Linked DNA regions of Macaca mulatta: region 1 is linked to region 2. Evidence: chromatin contacts called from public Hi-C data. All regions are on one chromosome and are shown on one strand. Each heading gives the region's core, a stretch centred on a gene start, on an enhancer-like site or on the middle of the called end of the contact. The rest is flanking DNA. Distances are from core to core; before and after follow the strand shown.

Region 1 (7,133 bases), core at 2,039-4,538, 160 kb after region 2:
CCCGCCTCGGCCTCCCAAAGTGCTGGGATTACAGGCATGAGCCACCGCGCCCGGCCAGGTCTTGCTTTTTTGGTTTGTTCAGTGCATCCAGAGCTGGAGGACACAAGGATGAGTGAGGCATTAGCTGAAGTGGGCAGACAAGTCCAGGCAGTAACCACAGCAGCATGGATAAGGAGGCAGTCAAAACTCGAGCAGCGGAGCACAATGTAGTCTCAGCCCCACCCTAGCCTCCCGCTTCCTGAAATGGCAGCTGCATGAAGAGGGAAGGCAGAGCGGCAGTTTTCCTGGCTATACTTGGAGGTACTCTCATCAGATATGAAGCTTGAACACAGGAAGACACCAGGCCTCAAATGTAGCTCTGGGGCAGCTGTCAGCAGAGAGTTGTCCAAGAAGAGAGGCCCACCTGTCATCTCGTCCCACTCTGCCGTTAATGATCAGGCCAAGGGCCCTGAGAAGTCATCACACTGCTTAGGCATCAACTGACTCATCTGCAAATCGCGGTTGCTCCACCTGCCCTGCCTAGCTCACAAGGGTGTTCTCTCTTAGGAGTAAAGAAAGTAAAACCTGGCCAGGCGTGGTGGCTCACACCTATAATCCCAGCACTTTGGGAGGCTGAGGCAGGTGAATCATCTGAGGTCAGGAGTCAGAGATCAGCCTGGCCAACATGTTGAAACCCCGTCTCTACTGAAAATACAAAAATTAGCCAGGCATGGTGGTGCACACCTGTAGTCCCAGCTACTCGGGAGGCTGAGGCAGGAGAATCGCTTGAACCAGGGAGGCAGAGGTTGCAGTGAGCTGAGATCGTGCCACTGCACTCCAGCCTGGATGACAGAGAGAAACTCCATCTCAGGAGGGGGTGGGGGGAAGGAAAAGAAAGTAAAATCTTTACTGGGTCTCTGGCCCTGAGAGTGGCTTTCTCCACATACCCCTCTAAGCAATGTGACCACTGGGCCTGCTCATAGAGGGCCCTCAAGATTTGTGGTTAGAAGGCCTGAGGAACTGGACAAAAGTTGAATGTGTGGGCAGTCATAAGGGCCTAAGTTCTCAAACCCCATCACTTACCCCCAACTTGCTTGCAAGGCGTGGCAGGCCCAGCTCTGTCTGACAGAAGCCTAGGGTGAGGGGTCTCCCTACTCTCCAGACTCAAAAGCTTGAGAGCAGTAGGAGATCCAACTGGAGCTTCCAGACTCACGCATTTCTTTCAATCCTTTCCCTCCATCCTTGATTCCCCATGACAGTCAGATGGTAGTGTCTGGAGACAAGGGATCAAAGTTCCCATCTGCCCTCTGACCTCTGCACCAGACCTGCCCTCATCCAGCCTTCCCTGGAAGGGCCTGAGGAAACCTGTAGCTGGACCAGACGAAGCAATTCACCCATGTTGGCACCACTGGCTGCCTCTAGCTAATAGGGCCTGGGCTCCCAGAACCTCACATCTGCCCCTAAGGGTTCCTCTGGCAAGAACAGGGTGACCTAGATCATGCCTTTTGCCCATTACCACCTGGTGATCCAGGAGGGCTTTAGCCTGGTTCAGCTGCCAGAACCTTGATGTTCTTGGGTGGTTTCCATAATCTGCCAGTCAGTTTTCCCAATCGTGTGTGATTTTGGGGGGGTAGAGGAGGGTCTGCTACAAAACTATATATATAAAAAATATATATGCATATGTATACACACACATACACGTTTGACGTAACTGTAGATTCATATATAGTTGTAAGAAATCATACAGAGAGGGCTGGGTGCGGTGGATCATGCCTGTAATCCCAGCACTTTGAGGGGCCGAGGCGGGCGGATCACGAGGTCAGGAGACTGAGACCATCCTGGCTAACACCGTGAAACCCCGTCTCTACTAAAAATACACAAAATTAGCCGGGCGTGGTGGCGGGCGCCTGTAGTCCCAGCTACTCAGGAGGCTGAGGCAGAATGGCGTGAACATGGGAGGTGGAGCTTGCAGTGAACCGAGATCGCGCCACTGCACTCCAGCCTGGGTGACAGCGTGAGACTCCATCTCAAAAAAACAAAAAAAGAAAAAAAAGAAAAAAAAATCATACAGAGAGGCCGGGTGCAGTGGCTCACGCCTGTAATCGCAGCACTTTGGGAGGCCGAGGTGGGCGAATCACCTGAGGTCAGGTGTTCGAAACTAGCCTGGCCAACATGGTGAAACCCCGTCTCTACTGAAAATACAAAAATTAGCCGGGCATGGTGGCAGGCGCCTGTAGTCCCAGCTACTTGGGAGGCTGAGGCAGGAGTATCACTTGAACCTGGGAGGCGGAGATTGCAGTGAGCCAGGATCGTGCCACTGCACTCCAGCCTGCTTGACAGAGCAAGACTCCATCTCCAAAGAATAATAATAATAATAATAATAATAATACAGAGAGATTGTGTACACTTTGCTTAAATTCCCCCAATGCCTGTAATCCCAGCACTTTGGCAGGCCGAGGTGGGCAGATCACGAGGTCAGGACATCGAGACCATCCTGGCTAACACAGTGAAACCTGTCTCTACTAAAAATGCAAAAAAATTAGCCGGGCCTGGTGGCAGGCGCCCCTAGTTCCAGCTACTCCCACTCCAGCCTGGGTGACAGAACAAGACTCTGTCTCAAAAAAAAAAAAAAAAAAAAAAAAAAAAAAAAATCCCAGAATGATAACGTTTTACAAAACTGTAATAATCACAACCAGAATATTGACACTGGTAAATTCCACTGGCCTTAGTCAGATTTTCCCAGTAAATGTGTGCCATTTTAATGATAAGACCACAAAAGCTTTGACCCAAGTTTACCAACTTAGCAAGTTGCCTTTGACCCAGGGGAACCTCACCCCGCCGCTTCGTGTGTTCCCTAAAACCGAAAACAGGTGAACAGGAGTAACTTAACATTTCAGGGGATATTATGTGGTAAGCTCCCTGCTCATGTCATCATTTAATCCTCACAATAGGCCGGGCACGGCTGCTCACGTCTGAAATCCCAGCACTTTGGGGGGTTGAGGCAGGCAGATCACTTGAGGTCACAAGTTCGAGACCGGCCTGGCTAACACGGTGAAACTCTGTCTCGACTAAAAATACAAAAAAATTAGCCGGGCGTGGTGGTGCGCTATAATCCCAGCTACTGGAGAGCTGAGGCAGGAAAATCACTTGAGCCCAGGAAACGGAGGGTGCAGTGAACCAAGATCGTGCCACTGCACTCCAGCCTGGGCGACAGAGCCAGACTCCATCTCAAAAAAAAAAAAAAAAAAAAAAAAAGGCGCAGAGAGGGTGGGCGTGCCAGGGCCCCCGGTAGCCCAGTCCTGCCGCACTCTACCAGTCGAGCACAGCCCGAAGGCCAGGGAACAAACACAGAAGGAGGCCGAGAGGGCCCGGAGCAGGGTCCTGCCGCGAAGGGCCTGGGCTCAACGTTAGAGTGCGGCGCGACCCTACTCTGGCTGCAACGAGACGGGTGAGTGAGGTGGTCGCCCGGGATCTCCCAGAATCCGAGCTCCTGACGCGGGAGGGCCAGGGGCCTCCGGAAAACTGCGCGCGCCCCGCCCTGCCCAATCCTGCCCCGAGCCGCCCGCTCCTCCCCCGCTGCGTAGCCCTCGGCTGCCCTCTGCCGCCGCGGGGCGGACCCTGCAAGCCCCGCTGTCCCCGCCTTCGCACCGCCCACCCCCGCCTCCGGATTGGCGGCTCCAGAAATCTCCAGGCCACCCGCTTTCCGCTACCGGATTGGCTGCGCCCGGGCGCTAAGGCCCGGCCCATTTCCCCGGGTCCTTTGATCACGCGCCTGACGGCTTTTCCGGGGCCGGGGAGCCAACCGAGGGCGTTCCTGTCGGGGCTGCAGCGGCGGGAGGTAAGGCATGGCCAGGCCGGCTGGGCTGCAGAGCGCCGGCACGGGTCCACGCCTCGGGGTGCCAGGCTTCCAGGATGTTCGGGCGCGGGGCGGCTCATCCGCGTCCCCCAACACCCCCCACCTCCGGCCTGAGCCTCCCAGCGCCGTGGGAACCACCTCCTGTCCACTGTTGCTGGCCCGCATCCTAGCAGCGGCCTGACGCCCTCCCCACCCTGGCATGCCCCCTTGGCCTGGGACGATGAGCATACGACTGGGTAAGGGCAAGCTCGATGCCCCGTGCCCTACGGACACGGGGGTAGGTCGTTCATACCTTGCCCTCTGATAGAGACTCAAGCGAACCTGGGTCGCGGACCTTGGGCCATCAGCGTGCAAACCGCCCCAGGACGATCTCTTTGCTTCTGTCGATGGGGACTGACCCTCTCCACCTCTGCCTGTCAGCCCAGGCCAGGAGGGGAGGGACCTGGGCGGAGCCCTGGGTGGAGACAAGAGGAAGGTGACATCATCTTGAAGATACAATCCAGCTTTACCCACTCGTGTCCACCCTGGCACACGAAACCGATGGGGCAGAGGGTGTTCGGGCTGTATGTCTGAGGTGACACCAGGGACAAGGGCATAGAACTCAGGCATGGAGCCCATCGCTTTAAGTGGGACTGGACCAGAATGGAAGCGGAACTCCTTCAGATGCTCCCACCTCACCCCTGGCTGCAGTGCAGGTCCCTCCTTTAGACCTCATTTATCCATTTTGCTCCACTGGACAGGTACTGGCAGCCCAATGCCCCAAAAGGGCTGGGGCAGGCACTGGAAACCTGCACTTCTTTCCCCAGAAGTTGAGACTTGTAAATGTCTCTAGCTGGGCCCCGCCCTGATATAGGGATAGGAGTTGGGCAGGACTCAGCCCTGGATCCAGGCCTTCCCTTGATCCCCTTTCCTGCCAGGATTTGCCAAGACTCACTGGAGGGTTATACCCGGTACATCTACCTGGAGGATCCCTCCTCCCAGGATTTGACCTGGGACCAGTTTTCATAGATCTCCAGCTCTGGGGGAGGGATCCAGAGTCTGGATGTCACCTGGGTGCAACTGATAACCTCCCTTCCTCCTCCCCAGGGAGCCCAGTGGAGGCGCCCTCCCGAAGTGCCACTGCCCATGCTGACCAACCACCCAGCCCTCCGGCTGCTGATGTCATGAGTAACACCACTGTGCCCAATGCCCCCCAGGCCAACAGCGACTCCATGGTGGGCTATGTGTTGGGGCCCTTCTTCCTCATCACCCTGGTCGGGGTGGTGGTGGCTGTGGTAAGGAGCCCTCATATACACACAGACACCCACAGCTTTGCTAAGGCAGGGGCTGGGTGGGCCTGGTCCAGTCTGCACAGAGTCCCCACTGTCCTGTTGAGGGAGTGAAGGGTGTAGAGGTGGGCCTCTCTCTGCTTGTGGGCCTTCCCCGGGCTCAGCAGCCCCCACAGTGCTGTGTCTCTGTTGCAGGTGATGTATGTACAGAAGAAAAAGCGGTGAGTGTCCCTGTCTCCCCACCTGCCCTATCCCCACACCCATTCTGAAATTCCTGCTCATAGGCTCTGAGTTTTCTGTAAGAAGCCATCCTGATACAAGCCTGAATTTTGTTTTCCTTGCCCCAGCCTGAGGTTACTCACTGGGGAAAGTCCCTTTGTAGAATCAGGGTTGTATTCTTGGAACTATAGTGTGTCCCAAAAGGCACCCACTGGAAGTGCCCCTGCCTGGGAGAGGGAGGCGAGATGGGGCAGCCAGGTGTTTGATGAGGGTTGGGGGGCCTCCTAGGCTGAGTCCCCTCCCCTGCTCCCCAGGGTGGACCGACTGCGCCATCACCTGCTCCCCATGTACAGCTATGACCCAGCCGAGGAACTGCATGAGGCTGAGCAGGAGCTGCTCTCTGACATGGGAGACCCCAAGGTGAGCACTTGGGCGCCAGGGGGAGAATGAGGCAAGGTGGGGGTTAGCCCTGTTCCCAGCCATACTCGTCCACACTGAAACCAGAGCCTGGTTCTGCTTACTTGGGCTGTAACTGAGTGCTGCAGACTCCCAGGGAACACAGCCCAGCCTTGTGGTGTGGTCTCTTGCCCGACAGGTGGTACATGGCTGGCAGAGTGGCTACCAGCACAAGCGGATGCCGCTGCTGGATGTCAAGACGTGACCTGACCCCCTTGCCCCACCCTTCAGAGCCTGCCGTCCTGGACTGCCTGGGGCCCTGCAGTCAGCCTGCTTCCCCTGGCTCCCCCTGCTGGGTGCTGGGTCTCCATTTCTCCCTCCACCCACCCTCAGCATCTGCTTCCCATGCCCTCACCATCACCTCACTGCCCCCAGGCCTTCTGCCCTTTGTGGGTGTCGAGCTCACTGCCCACCCACAGGCACTCATGGGAGGTTTTCCTTCTGGGATGGGGGCGGCTGGGAGACACCTTTGCTTTCTCTAGCCCTCCTGGGCTTGGCTTGGGCATAAATCCCCAGGACGACTTTGGAGTTGTTTCCATGGTGATGGGGCCAGATGTATAGTATTCAGTATATATTTTGTAAATAAAACGTTTTGTGGCTAGGGGTTTTGTTGATTTCATCAAGAAGCTTAAAATGACCTTCCTCTGAGGTGATTCCAGTGCTGTTTCCCCTCCCTTCCCACAGCCTGAAGGACAGGGCCAGAACCCAAGTGTCACCTACCCTACCTGCCCCAGGCTTTAGGGGCACACACCACAGTAGACTCCAGTCCAGAAAAGGATATTTTTTTTATTCAAGTAACTGCAAATAGGAAACCAGAGGGGGAGCCCCAGGCTGGGACAAATCACGGCTACCCCTCCCCAACAGAACAGGGGGAGGCGGCGGCCCCTACACCCTTTATGGTCGATTTGGGCCCCCTTGCTCACTCTGCTGCAGCATCCTAGGGGCAGGGCCCCACCTTCCCTGGGACTGGGGTAGTCGGTCACCCAGCCTGCCATGCCCCAGCCCCTCTTCCCCACAAAGAGTATCTTGGGGGAGGGGATCGTGGGCAGAACAGGAGGCAATGAGGATGAACATTTGGCGCTGGTAGCAGCAGCAATGACGGATGTCGAAGAATGGAACATTGAACAAAAAACAACACAACTGTCCAGAGGTAGTTTGTGAACAGAGGAAAAATGGAACCAGAACCTTGGGGGGCAGGGAGGAGCAGGAGGGGGGTTGGGAGAGGGCAGGGTGAGCTCCTTGTTATTGGTGCCCCATCTGAGGAGGGGGAAATGGCTGAGTGGCGGAAGCAAAGTAGGGTGAGGGGAGCAGCCCCAGCCCACCTCAGGTGACGGCCACAGGGCTCGTGGGCTTCA
Region 2 (6,856 bases), core at 3,318-5,817:
AGTGAGAAGCATGGTAAGGGAGCAAAGTGGAGTAAAGAACCTGTGAAATCAATTTGTATTTTACTTACCATTTCATCCAGGATTGGCTCTAAGAGGTTATTACAGATGGTCCCTGAAATGTAGGATCAAGAGAATGCTGTGTGATCTTTATTTGGAAGACAGATTTTAGGTTGTGTCAGGTGGGGGTGTTCCTACAGACAAGTTAGTCTCATTTCATCCTGAACAAGTGATTGGGCTTTACAATAAAGATCAGGTTCTGGAAGTGCAATAGCTTTTCTTTTATTTTTTATTTTTTGAGACAAAGTCTCACTCTGTTGCCCAGGCTAGAATGCAGTGGCACGATCTCAGCTCATTGCAACTTCTGCCTCCCGGGTTCAAGCGATTCTCTTGCCTCAGCCTCCCGAGCAGTTGGGACTACAGGTGCCCGCCACCACGCCCAGCTAATTTTTTTGTATTTTTGGTAAAGACAGGGTTTCACCGTGTTAGCCAGGATGGTCTCGATCTCCTGACCTCATGATCTGCCCGCCTTGGCCTCCCAAAGTGCTGGGATTACAGGCATCAGCCACTGCACCCGGCCTTTTCTTTTTTTTTTTTAAATAGAGATGGGGGTCTCACTATATTGGCCAGGATGGTCTTGAACTCCTGGCTTCAAGCAATCTTCCTGCTTCGGGCTCCCAAAGAGTTGGGATTACAGGCGTGAGCCACTGCACCAAGCCAATATCTGTTCTTTAACAAAACATTTTTTCAATTGTTTTATGCTAAGCCCTGGGATAACTGCTGGGTGAACTAAGCAAGGATAAGTGAGTCACAGACTCTGCTTTCAAGAAGTTTCACAAGTGTAGGGGAGATTATCAAGAAAACAATGACAATACTATGCTACAAATAGTATGATAAGGCCAGTCACAGTGGCTCATGCCTGTAATCCAAGTGCTATGGAAGGCTGAGGTGGGCAGAGAGCTTCAGCCCAGGAGCTCAACACCAGCTGGGCAACATAGTGAAATCTTGTCTCTATGAAAAAATTTAAGAATTAGGTGGGTATGGTAATGTGTACCCGCAGTCCCAGCTACTGGAGAGGCTGAGGTGGGAGGATCACTTGAGCCTGGTGGGGGACCAGGGGTTGAAGCTGCAGTGTGTCGTAATTGCACCACTGCACTCTAGCCTGGGTAACAGAGAGAGACCTTGTCTCAAGGTAAAAAAGAAAAACCATATAATTAATCAGGACAAACCCAGACCACTAGGATGAACGGAGGTAGTCAGGGAGAGCTTTCCGGAGGAGGTGACTTTCGAGTTTTGAAGGATAAATATGATTTGGCCTCTCTCTGAGTGAAAGGAAGGGATAGGACAATGGAGTGTGGGATGGTCTTGGAAGAAAAGCCTTCTTGACACTAAAAAAAGCATATATGGAAGGTTCTCTAAAGGTTCAAGAAACTGTAGGTATTTCTGAATGCCTAGAATATAGGAAATGAAGGGAGGGGTGAGGTCGGCAGGGACCTAGTTCCTGCAGTCTTATATTTTCTGGTAGGGTTTTAATTTTTGTCTTCAAAGCACTGAGGAACAACTGCAGTGTTTTAATCAAGGGCTTGACCTAATCAGATTTGCATTTGGGAAGGATTTCTCTTGCTGCAGTGGGTGGATGGGACTGAGGAGGGCTGGACAGGAGCCAAGATGACCAGATGGAAGGTCACAGTTCAGAGGGAAGAGTCCCAATGAAGTAGTGACAGAGGGCAAGGCAGGAAAGGGCTGGGCCCAAGGATGTTGACAGGTAGAAGCAGTGAAGTTTATTATCAACTGGATGGTGGGAAAGAACATGTCAACAACGCCTCCCAGTTGGCTGGGCGTGGTGGCTCACACCCAGCACTTTGGGAGGCTGAGGTGGGTGGATCACCTGAGCTCAGGAGTTCGAGACCAGCCTGGCCAACATGGTGAAAACCTGTGTCTACTAAAAAAATACAAAAATCAGCCAGGCATAGTGGCACACACCTGTAATCCCAGTTACTTGGGGAGGCTGAGGCAGGAGAATTGCTCGAACCTGGGAGGTGGAGGTTGCAGTGAGCCAAGGTTGTGCCACTGCACTGCACTCTAGCCTGGGAGACAGAGTGAGACTCTGTCTGAAAACAAAAAAGACAATGCCTCCCAAGTTTCTGGCTTAGCAAAATGAATAAATAACCTATTGGTGTTTTCTCATGTGACTTTTTTTGTTTTTAAGAAACAGAGTCTTACTCTGTCCCCCAGGCTGGAGTGCAGTAGTGGCATGATCATGGCTCACTGTAGCTTTGAACTCCTGGACTCAAGTGATCACCCTGTCTCAGCCTCCTGAGTAGCTGGGACTTACAGGCAACTACTACCACGCCCTGGCTTTTTGTAGGACTTCTGGAGAGGTATTTAAGTGGAATAATGTTAACTAATTTTTTTTTTTCCAGACAGAGTTTCGCTCTGTTGCCCAGGCTGGAGTGCAATGGCATGATCTTGGCTCACTGCAACCTCCGCCTCCCAGGTTCAACCGACTCTCCTGCCTCAGCCTTCCGAGTAGCTGGGATTACAGGCATGCGCCACCATACCCAGCTGATTTTTGTATTTTTGGTAGAGACAGGGTTTCACCGTGTTGGTCAGGCTGGTCTCGAACTCCTGACCTCAGATGATCCGCCTGCCTTGGCCTCCCAGAGTGCTGAGATTACAGGCTTGAGCCACTGCACCAAGCCAAGTATAAGTTTTTAAAACAAATTTAAACATAGTACTTACCCATTGTCTTCAAGGAAAGGACAGAATCCCTTGGTTAATGTTCCCTCAACAAAGACAAAGTAATTATTACTCAGTCAAGGAATCTGGGGGTAACCTTTTTGGCTCTTGAAACTAAACATGCCCATAGGCTGGGAGCAGTGGCTCATGCCTGTAACGCCAGTACTTTGGGTGGCTGAGGCAGGCAGACCGCTTGAGCCCAGGAGTTCGAGGCCAGCCTGGGGAACATGGTGAAACCCTGTCTCTACAAAAAAATACAAAAGTTGGCTGGATGTGGTAGTGCTCCAGGCCGCATGACAGGTGCCTGTGGTCCCAGTTACTTGGGAGGCTGAGGTAGGAGGATTGCTTGAGCCCACGAGGTCTAGGCTGCAGTTGAGCTGAGATTATGTGCACCTTAATAGACACAGCAAGACCCTGTCTCCAAAAAACAAACAATCGAATAAAAAATCCCAAACAAAATCATGCCCATAAAAAAGCCAGGGTAAGGAATTAGAAACCAAAAGAAAACCTCCAGCTATCTATTCATTCAACATTTACTGGACTCTAATTCTCTTTTCTTGAAGAAAGGAATATTTAATAAGCAAACAAACTATTAATAGCATTTGGGGTGCCCTGAGTGCCTACTATGTGCCAGGGCCAAGTAGGTTTATCTTTATTTTGCAGAAGTTAAAAAATGATGTAATCGGGTGGTATGAACATTAAAAAAATGTAATTGAGGTTACAACCAAGGTGTATTTGATTTCAAACCCAGATCTTTTTGACTATGCTAAATGCAAGCAAATTCAAAAAGGGTGATTAGCCGGCCACAGTGGCTCACCCAAGTAATCGTAATCGCAGCGCTTTGGAAGCCCGAGGGTGGATAGCTTTGAGGCCACGAATTCCAGACCAGCCTGGGCAACAAAATGAGGCCCACCCCCAATCTCAACAAAAAATTAAATTAAAAAAGTAAAAAAACCAAAAAGGGTATTAAGCAATTCACAGACACTGCACAGGATTTTTGGTACGTTTAGGGCATCTGCATGGTACTAGCTTTGTTCTGGGTTGCTGAGAACATTCACAGGTCATACACCAGTTTTCCTTTCTGGAGAGCTTCTGTCTGTGTATCTTTTTCTGGAGAATCTGTTTGACATTCACAACACACACTCCTCATTTATTGCCAGAAATGATGATGTTTTATGATTTACATTATGTGTGTAACACACGCACACGCGCGCGTCTTCCTTTCTGGACCTCGTTTACCGTAAGAGGAAGCAATTGCTTTTAGCATCAATAAAGGATTGCAGGATAAATATTTGTTCTTTGTAATGGGCGACATGCACCAGCCCATAAGACATCCAGAGGTTCAGGTTATCAACGAAAGTGCACACGCCTCCCACGCCCCGTTTCCGTGTAGTTCCAAATCTCAGGTGTTTCCAGCTGCAGCTTCCGTTGCCTTTAACTACATCCTGCCTTTTCCTTCAAACCTTCCTCCTCAACCCCTTCGAGACCTACAGGCACGGCCCAGGGGCAGGTGGCATGACCTTGGTTCATCCTCGGCCGCGGAGACGCGGCGTGACCTTGGCCAAGTCCCCGCTTCCCCATCCGCTGACTGGCGAAGCTGGACCGCTGGGTCTCCGCTCCAGCCGCTAGGCGTCCTGCGCGGGTACCCGATCTCCCCCGGCTTCTTCCGCGCGGCCCCCCCCCAGTTCTACGCCTACGCTGGCGGCGTAGCGGCCGCCTGGAGTCGCGCGGCCAGCTACTTTCAGACGCTGGTTTCCGCCGCGCGGATTGGGAGGGCGCGATTCCCGAACGCGGCCTGCGCTGCGAGCGCGCGGTCGTCCCGCAGGCCGGTGCGGCCTTACGCCGCTGACGCATCGCGCCCAAGATGGCGGCGCGGTCGTCGTCGGGGGTGGCGGTGGCAGAGGGGGCGGCGGCCCTGGCGGCAGCGGAGACGGCAGCCGTGACGGTGGCAGCGGCGGCGCGGGACCTGGGCCGGGGGGAATGAGGCGGCCGCGGCAGGCCAGCGGCGGAGCCGTGTAGCGGACAAGCTCCCCCTCCCTGCTTCCCTTGGCCGAGCCGGGGGCGCGCGCGCACGCGGCCGTCCAGAGCGGGCTCCCCACCCCTCGACTCCCGCGACCCGCACCGCACCCCCACCCGGGCCCAGAGGATGATGAAGCTCAAGTCGAACCAGACCCGCACCTACGACGGCGACGGCTACAAGAAGCGGGCCGCATGCCTGTGTTTCCGCAGCGAGAGCGAGGAGGAGGTGAGGCGCCAGGCTGGGCTGGCCGGGGTCGCCGGGTCTCCGGCCCCTTCGGGTGGAGGCGCGAGGGGCGCCGCCGCTGGAGGAGGGTGTGCCCGGGCCGCCCCGCTGGTGCAGAATGATGTTCCGACGGAATTTCCTGAGGCGAAAAAGGGGGGAAGGACCAAGGACGTTGGGGCTGAGGGGAAGCGGGTCTGAGTGTGGCCGCACGGGACGCGCCGGGCGGAGGGGGTGACCGGCTTGCGGCCGGAGCGCTTCGGTTCGGCCGCCTGTTACCGGGGAGAGCGGCCGCGGGAGAAGGCAGTGGGCTGGGAAGAGTGCGGCTTTCGGTTCAGGCCAACGGCTTTGATCCAGGAAGAGCCGCTCCGCACTTGTCAGCCAGGCACATGTGTGCGGAGGCTGGTGTGCACGAGGCGCGGGCCGGCCTTTGTGGCAGAGAAATAGTGCGCTTCATTGGCAGGTTTGGGGTTTGCCGAAGGATTAGGTGTCTGTGAGCCCAAAGCCGAGGGATGGGGGTGGGGGTGTCTTCGGAAGATTTAGGGCGTTGTGCATAAGCCACAGCCAGCTGTTTATTTTACAGTGCGCTGGGTAGCCTTTATGGTGTAGTCTGAGAAGAAAGGACATTTGATATAATAATCTTTGTGTGCTGACAATGTTTCATATTAATTGGGAAGACCAAAAGCAGGATTTAATATTTTTGCTCTGACGTTCCTCCACTGCCTTGTGGGAAGAGCCTTAGAATTAAATTAGCTAGGAAAATAAAAATGTTTTAGAATCAGTTTCTTTTTATAATAGATAGGGTACTTTAAACAAAAATCTCGGCTTCCCAAAGCCGTTTCTGTGGTGATGAAGGGAGTTCAGAGAAGCACATGTTTTGTAAATCCACAAAGAATAGCTGCTTTGGAAATTCATAAGATGCCTGTGGGAATGCATTTCTCTTATGTGCATTGTGGTAAAATGGCAGTTAAACTGCAAACAGTGAAGGACAGTGAAATCCAATATGTTATACTCCAGCATTCAGCAGTGGGCTATGGTGGCAGGGCCGCAGTACAGTGCATGGTGTCGAAATGGGGAAAGGAACTTGACCCGTTAGTTATGAAAAGAAGCTGTGGCGAAAGAGACAGATGGATTGCCAGGAGGTGCTGTCCAGAGGTATTTAGGAGGAAGTGGGAATTTGAATTACTGCCTGAAGAAAATTAGTTAGTGAATTGTGCTGTTAAGGGATCCCATGTGTGCGCCCTTTCAGCAAAACAGAAAGAAAGGAGATTTGGAAACGTATGCTTTGTATCCTACCATATATTGTAAAAGTCCCCAAAACAGATGCATTGTAATAGCTAACCAGGGCCGTGCTGTAAATTATACACTGTTTTGGAATGCATATTTGAGTAAAGTAAAATTATTCGTGGTGCTTACTGCTCCAGAGGCTTTATTCTCTTCATTATCATATCATGTTATGGGAAATCAGATGGGATCACAGGCTCTTAACTGAAGGGAAAGCTGATTAGCATAATAGCATGTCTTACTACACTAGTATGCCTGAATCTGTGAGCACCCCAATTATAAGTATAGTTTAGTTGCACAAATGATGCAAGACTATTTGTTTTGAAAAATCACGGCCGGGCGCGGTGGCTCAAACCTGTAATCCCAGCACTTTGGGAGGCCGAGACGGGCGGATCACGAGGTCAGGAGATCGAGACCATCTTGGCTAACACGGTGAAACCCCGTCTCTACTAAAAAAAAAAAAAAAAGAAAAATCACACCAGGCCGGACGCGGTGGCTCACGCCTATAATTCTAGCACTTTGGGAGGCCAAGGTGGTGAGGCCACGAGTTCGAGACCAACCTGGCCAACAGACCCCCATCTCTAAATTAAAAATAAT

Evidence for each region. Hi-C and Micro-C count contacts between places; a contact is called where the count stands out from the background.
Region 1: a contact with region 2 is called in a Hi-C map of liver, with 4 times the contacts expected there. The contact joins the promoter of SMIM29 here to the promoter of NUDT3 in region 2. A contact is called at or near these places in 3 of 14 Hi-C or Micro-C datasets (fetal cortex germinal zone, fetal cortical plate and liver).

Annotation. Positions count from the first base shown.
Region 1 is chr4:148,038,467-148,045,599 of T2T-MMU8v2.0, forward strand. It overlaps SMIM29 (small integral membrane protein 29), which reads left to right and starts at 3,289. Exons shown (of 5, transcript XM_015136125.3): 1 at 3,289-3,427; 2 at 4,922-5,109; 3 at 5,299-5,324; 4 at 5,637-5,742; 5 at 5,918-6,379. The coding sequence starts at 4,999. The coding sequence ends at 5,983. It overlaps LOC106997914 (a long non-coding RNA gene), which reads right to left and starts at 4,289. Exons shown (of 4, transcript XR_013416501.1): 1 at 4,128-4,289. HMGA1 (high mobility group AT-hook 1) reads right to left here. Exons shown (of 6, transcript NM_001266352.1): 6 at 6,621-7,133. LOC144340412 (a long non-coding RNA gene) reads left to right here. Exons shown (of 2, transcript XR_013416519.1): 2 at 59-849.
Region 2 is chr4:147,880,821-147,887,676 of T2T-MMU8v2.0, forward strand. It overlaps NUDT3 (nudix hydrolase 3), which reads left to right and starts at 4,568. Exons shown (of 5, transcript NM_001194714.2): 1 at 4,568-4,981. The coding sequence starts at 4,883.